Linked DNA regions of Mustela erminea: region 2 is linked to region 1. Evidence: chromatin contacts called from public Hi-C data. All regions are on one chromosome and are shown on one strand. The core of a region is the stretch at or near the end of the contact, and the rest is flanking DNA. Distances in the headings are between cores, read along the strand shown.

The links. Hi-C and Micro-C count contacts between places; a contact is called where the count stands out from the background.
Region 2: a Hi-C map of spleen shows a contact between it and region 1, with 4 times the contacts expected there. The contact joins the promoter of ZBTB39 here to the promoter of HSD17B6 in region 1. A contact is called at or near these places in 2 of 3 Hi-C or Micro-C datasets (fibroblasts and spleen).

The regions. Positions count from the first base shown.
Region 1 is chr6:93,152,775-93,155,504 of mMusErm1.Pri, reverse strand. It overlaps HSD17B6 (17-beta-hydroxysteroid dehydrogenase type 6), which reads right to left and starts at 1,331. Exons shown (of 5, transcript XM_032348703.1): 1 at 1,205-1,331. It overlaps PRIM1 (DNA primase small subunit), which reads left to right and starts at 1,357. Exons shown (of 12, transcript XR_004286987.1): 1 at 1,357-1,559; 2 at 2,218-2,375.
Region 2 is chr6:93,307,890-93,310,619 of mMusErm1.Pri, reverse strand. It overlaps ZBTB39 (zinc finger and BTB domain-containing protein 39), which reads left to right and starts at 1,348. Exons shown (of 2, transcript XM_032348711.1): 1 at 1,348-1,476.

The DNA.
Region 1 (2,730 bases), core at 82-2,581:
AAAATTCATGAAAATGATGGTTTTCGAATGACATGATATCTTTGTGATTATAGACTGTCCACCCCAGTCCACATTTGCAATGAGGTTTATCTTTACCAGGTTAGAGTGATGGGCAGATCTGCACATTAGCAGCAAACAGCCTCCTTTTATACTCGTAAATCTCTCCGTACTTCTGCAAGATTTCTATAATTCAGATTTTAGCATTCCTGGGTGTTCTATTTGAGAGACTGAATATACAAACCGTGGCCAGACCATATATAAAAACAGAACTCTGAGGGCTGCTGGCAGGCTCAGCTCACAGGGCATGCAACTCAGGGTTGTGAGTTCAGCCCAATGTTGGGTGTAGAGTTTACTTACAAACAAAAACAAAACAGAACTCCAACCTACAACCTTTAGAAGCCAAACCCCTTATCCATAATAAACAGCTCAGGAAGTCAGCCTGCTTATAGGTCAGACTTGCAAAAGTCAGACCATTGTCTCTAGTGATATTTCAGGAAGCCAGACCATAACCCCAAATGGCCAGGACTTGATTAATAAATATCAGCTTCCTTAGATTTTGTGGTTACTTCCAATTTAGGACCAATCAGAGAAAGCCAAATTAGCGCTCCTAACCAATCACACAGAATGCCCCTATGCCAGTTAGCCCAGCTACAGCTTTCCCATGTAAACAGCCTTTGAATCTAGGTACACCTGAAACCTCCTGTTCACCCAGTATATAAAGCTTACCGATTCCTCTGCCTGCGTTTGACTCTCTGCTAGAACCCAAGTGTCTGCAGCTGACCCCCTTGCTATATAGCAAGCTCTGAATAAAAAGCCTTTGACCTTATTTGGTTGGTCTTCGTTTATTTCCACATAGTGGACCTAGTAATTCTATGAAGAATTAATTTTCAGACCCTCTTAAAAAGACACTGGCGCTTGGGTGGCTCACTCTTTTAAGTGCCTCGGGCTTGGGTCATGATCCCAGCGTCCTAGGATAGAGCACAGCATCAGGCTCTTTGCCCAGCGGGGAACCTGCTTCTCCCTCTCCCTTTCCCTCTGCCTGCAGCTCTGCCTGCTGGTGCTCGCGCTCTCAATCTCTCTGAAATAAAATCTTTTTTTTAATGGCTTACATTGTTTAAATGCGTTTCCAAAACATTCATAAAGTTAAGGGGGAACATCATTTTTTACGTCATCTTAACCTAAGTCAACACGCTCAAGAGCTCACCTCTCTGTATGACACCTTCCTTCCTGAAACAGCAGCGGCTTTCTTCTACCCACGAGAGCAGAGGTCTTAGTGAGAACGCTGATAGGCCGAGACCAAGCGGCGCCCAAGCCAACCCCTAAGTGGGAACTACAATTCCCAGCGGCCCGTCGAGACGTCCGGTTGCGGCCACAGCGCGCCTGCGCAATGTCCGGGGATCCTGCTGTGTGATTCCCGCCAATTTTTGCGGTTCTACGACAGTGAGTCGAGCCTTCCATGGAGACGTTTGACCCTGCCGAGCTGCCCGAACTGCTTAAGCTTTATTACCGGAGGCTTTTTCCCTACGCCCAGTACTACCGTTGGCTCAACTATGGCGGAGGTGATAAAGCCGGGAGCGGAGTGGGTAGTGGTTCGGTGGGGAGGGTGAGGAGGTACTGGGAGCGTTCCTCGGAACGACAATATGAAGTACCTCCTGTGCGCCAGGCATTGTGCCAGCGCCTTTTCGTATTATCTCGAGCCTTCCCCCCAGCTCAGAGATGTAAAGGGGCCGAGAGAGGTTACGGTAAGCAGGCACACAGAGGAAGAAAGAGCCGCTGCTCCTACCATCACGTGGTGGGACTCCCCATTCAGCTCATTTACCTGCCGCGCGCCTGAGCCCAGGACATTACTGGGTCGTACCCGGAAGGGGCAGAGGCGTGTTCTGTATCGGGGACAGCGGGGCATCTCCCGGAAGATGAGAGGTACTGAGCTCTTCGCAGCTGAACTTAGTAGTGCTCGCCGAGGAGAGACAGCTGACATTACATCTTTAGAATATGTCTGCATCTTTTTCCTCATTTTTACTTTTTCCTATCAGAGGCAGGATGGTATGCACCTTCAGAGTAGGAACTAGTTTTGTGTTTTGTTTTGTTTTTTAAACATGTAGCACAGCGTTGAGCACAGAGGGCTCATTAAAAATATCTTATCATTGGTTAATGTTTTAATGCCCTGAGCCGAATCGAGTGTCAAATTAACTTTAAAATGGTATATTTATTTTGCAGTAATAAAGAATTACTTTCAACACCGTGAATTTTCATTCACATTGAAAGATGATATTTACATTCGCTACCAATCCTTCAACAACCAGAGTGAGCTGGAAAAGGAGATGCAGAAAATGAATCCATACAAGATTGATATAGGCGCGGTATATTCCCACAGAGTAAGAAATCGGTTTTTTAATGTATTTTGTAGTTTTGTTTTTTAAACCAAGAATGGATTGGTGTTCTCATTGTTTTGAGGTTAAATTTTTATAATTGATTCTAGTTGAGTCCCACTTTAACTTTTTTGCAAGTAGATTGTAATATTTTGTTGTTCTTTCATACTCCACATTACTGATTGGAAATCATTTGGAAGTGAATTGGTTGTATTCTTACTAGGACAGAAAAATTGAATATCTGGCCAAAAGTGTAAACAAGGAAGTCAGCGTGGTTTAAAGGAAGGTATTTTAAAACAATTACATTGTCTTCCAGCATTGGAGGTGTTTTGTTTGTTTATTTGTTTTTAAGTAATCTCTA
Region 2 (2,730 bases), core at 99-2,598, 160 kb before region 1:
GTGGGTTAAACATCTGCCTCTGGCTCCGGTCACGATCATAGAGTCCCAGGATGCAGCTGGAGTCATGGGACTCCTTGTTCAGTGGGGTGTCTGCTTCTCCCTCTGCCCCTCACCCCACTCTTATACTCTTTCTCTCAAATAAATAAATAAAATCCTTTAAAAAAAAAAAAAGTCAACCTAAAATAATCCTTATGCCAAAGGATTTTGGGGGTGGTAAATTCTGCTCCCCTTCAGGGATGACAGGCTGTAGGAAACAGGATGGGCTCTCAAGGTGCAGTGGGAGCCTGTGAATTCCTCCCTCTGGCCACCCAGGTGGGTGGAGGGTCAGCAGCGATTTTTCAGACACGGAGTGTAGGGGAGGCGCAGACCTCAAGTACTTGTTTATTCATTTGTTCATTCAGTCAAGCAGGCTTTTTTTTTTTTTTTTTTTTTTTTTTCATTAAGCACCTGTCACAGGACCAGGTAGTGTGTGGTGAGCCATGCCAGGAGTTGAATCAAGAACCACAGAGCCCTGTCTTCAGGAAGCTCTCAGCCTACCGTGCTCAGAAGTTCACAAACAACCTGACTTCATTTTTACCTTTTTCTGCAACGTTTGGAGAAGCTTCCGGGACGATGAGATGTAGGACAGGGTAGAGGATGACAGTTTAGAGTCGGGATGCCATGCCCCAGGGTGAGGAGGGGATGGCCCTCCACCCGGTTGATGAGGGCAATTCAGAAAAACCGGGTCTGTGGGGGTTGGGAACGTCCCTGCAGCTGCTGCGCTGTGGCCGCTGTGGCTGGGGGCGGGCAGTCCCCGGGCCGCGTGGGAGTGGTATGAAGGCCGAGAAAAATTAAGGCCATCCCACCTCAGGTTTAGTCTTAGCATGCCTTAGCATAAGTACAGCCATCCTAGTTCCGGCAGCCATCTCAGACCCCTGTGCCCAAGGGCTGAACTTTCCCCTACTTTACTTTAGTTCTAAGGACCCCCCCCACCCTGCTTTAGTAACAAGAACCCCCACCCTGCTTTGGTTCCAGAGACCCCCACCCTGCTTTAGTAACAGGAACTCATAAATACCCCTGCCTTAACTAAGCTCAGTGGTGGCTCCTTGGTGGTCTCTCCGACGCGAAAACTGGGGTATAACAGTGGGAGGTGGGGCCTGGGCAGGGGTCCCCAGGGGCGCTGGAGGAGAGCGGAGTCTCCCCTGGGCTCTGGTCCAGCCCATCCGGCTCCCGGCCCCGCCGTTGGGGGGCGCTGCCTCCTCCCGGGCGGCTGGGGGCGCTGCGGCCAAGCGGCGGGGGGCGCTGCCTCCTCCGGGACGGCGGGGGGCGCTGCGGGCCGGGCGGCGGGGGCGGCCCGGGCCGGCGCGGCGAGTGGCGCGGCGGATGGAGAGTCTGGCCGCGGCCGGCGGCGCCGCCTCCTTGTCGGGCCGGGCACGGCGGGCCGGGGCCTTTGTGTGAGGCGGCGGTGGCGATGGTGCTCGGGCCCCGCGGAGCCGGGTAAGCGCGGCCGGGCCGAGGGCTGACCCGGGTGGAGGCCAGACCCCCGTCCCGGCCTTTCTCTCGCTCTCGCGGGGCTCCCTCCTGCCCGCTCCCGTCGCCGGACCCATCATACCCGGCCGCGCGCCGACCCCGGCCGGTCCCGCCGCCCATCCTTTCGTTCCCGTCCGGCCCGGCGCCCCCGGAGCCGCCCCGGGGGGATCCCCTGCCGCTTGGGGCGCGACCGAGGTGCTCCGTGGCCCCCGGATGGAGCACCCTGGCCCGATCCAACCCCGTTCTTGCTGGGTTTGACCCTCCAGAGGGGAGACTGCGGCACCACGGGATTGTTGGGGTGCCTTCTCGGAAGTTCCCAGTGTGCCCCCCTTCCCACCCTCCACTCAGGCTTGCCAGTGCCCCGACCTGATGTGTGGCCGCCAGGGCCCGGGAGACGCTTCCCTGTATCCCAACAAAGCGCAGAAGCTTCTTGGATTCCAGAAAAAGTTGGGAGTTTGTAGAGGTGGTGAGGTGGAGAAAGGGGCTGTGTTGCGCGGGGCGAGTGCTGAAATTGAAGGAGAATGCAGCTAGCTTGGCTTCCTCACGCATGCAGGACTTGAAGGGGGTGGGGGGAGTGGGATCCAGCAAGCTTTTAGGAGTCTTGCTAGTATAATTAGATGCCCTCTTAGGGCATCAAGTCTTTTCGTTCTGATCAGCATATGCATAGATCCCAAAAAGGGTGGTTGAAAAAAAAAAGGCATATATAAGTAATAGTAAATGCTACAGTGTATTCTATTTTGCTTTATTTCTTTGGGTCTTGAGTGTTTTAGCTTAATCTTAAGCATGCAGAGGAGGAGACAACAATATCTGGATGGCTCTGGTTATGGTAAGACAAGAGACTAGGCAGGTAGGTGGTCTAGGGAGGGAGAGATCAGAACTCATGAATGAGTAAGAGGTCTATTTAGGGACTGGAAGGACAGAGCACTGATAAGAAAATAAAAGAGCAACCTTCTCTTGCCCTCAGCAGCTAATGGAACTTTGGTAATTATGTTCAAGTACTTTTACGGCGTTTGGCGTTTGGTGTTGTAAGAGAAATGAAAGCACTGAACGAGATAGGAAAGCGTGTATTGGGGAAGAAGTTAGGAGATCCATTTGAGCCCTCCATCTAATAATGAAGTGAGGGATTGTGTCCAAGAGGTTGCCTCTGACTTGACCCTAAGGTATTAGCTTCTGTCCCACCAGGCCTACCCCCTCTCTTACTGACTCTCACAGATGGCGCTA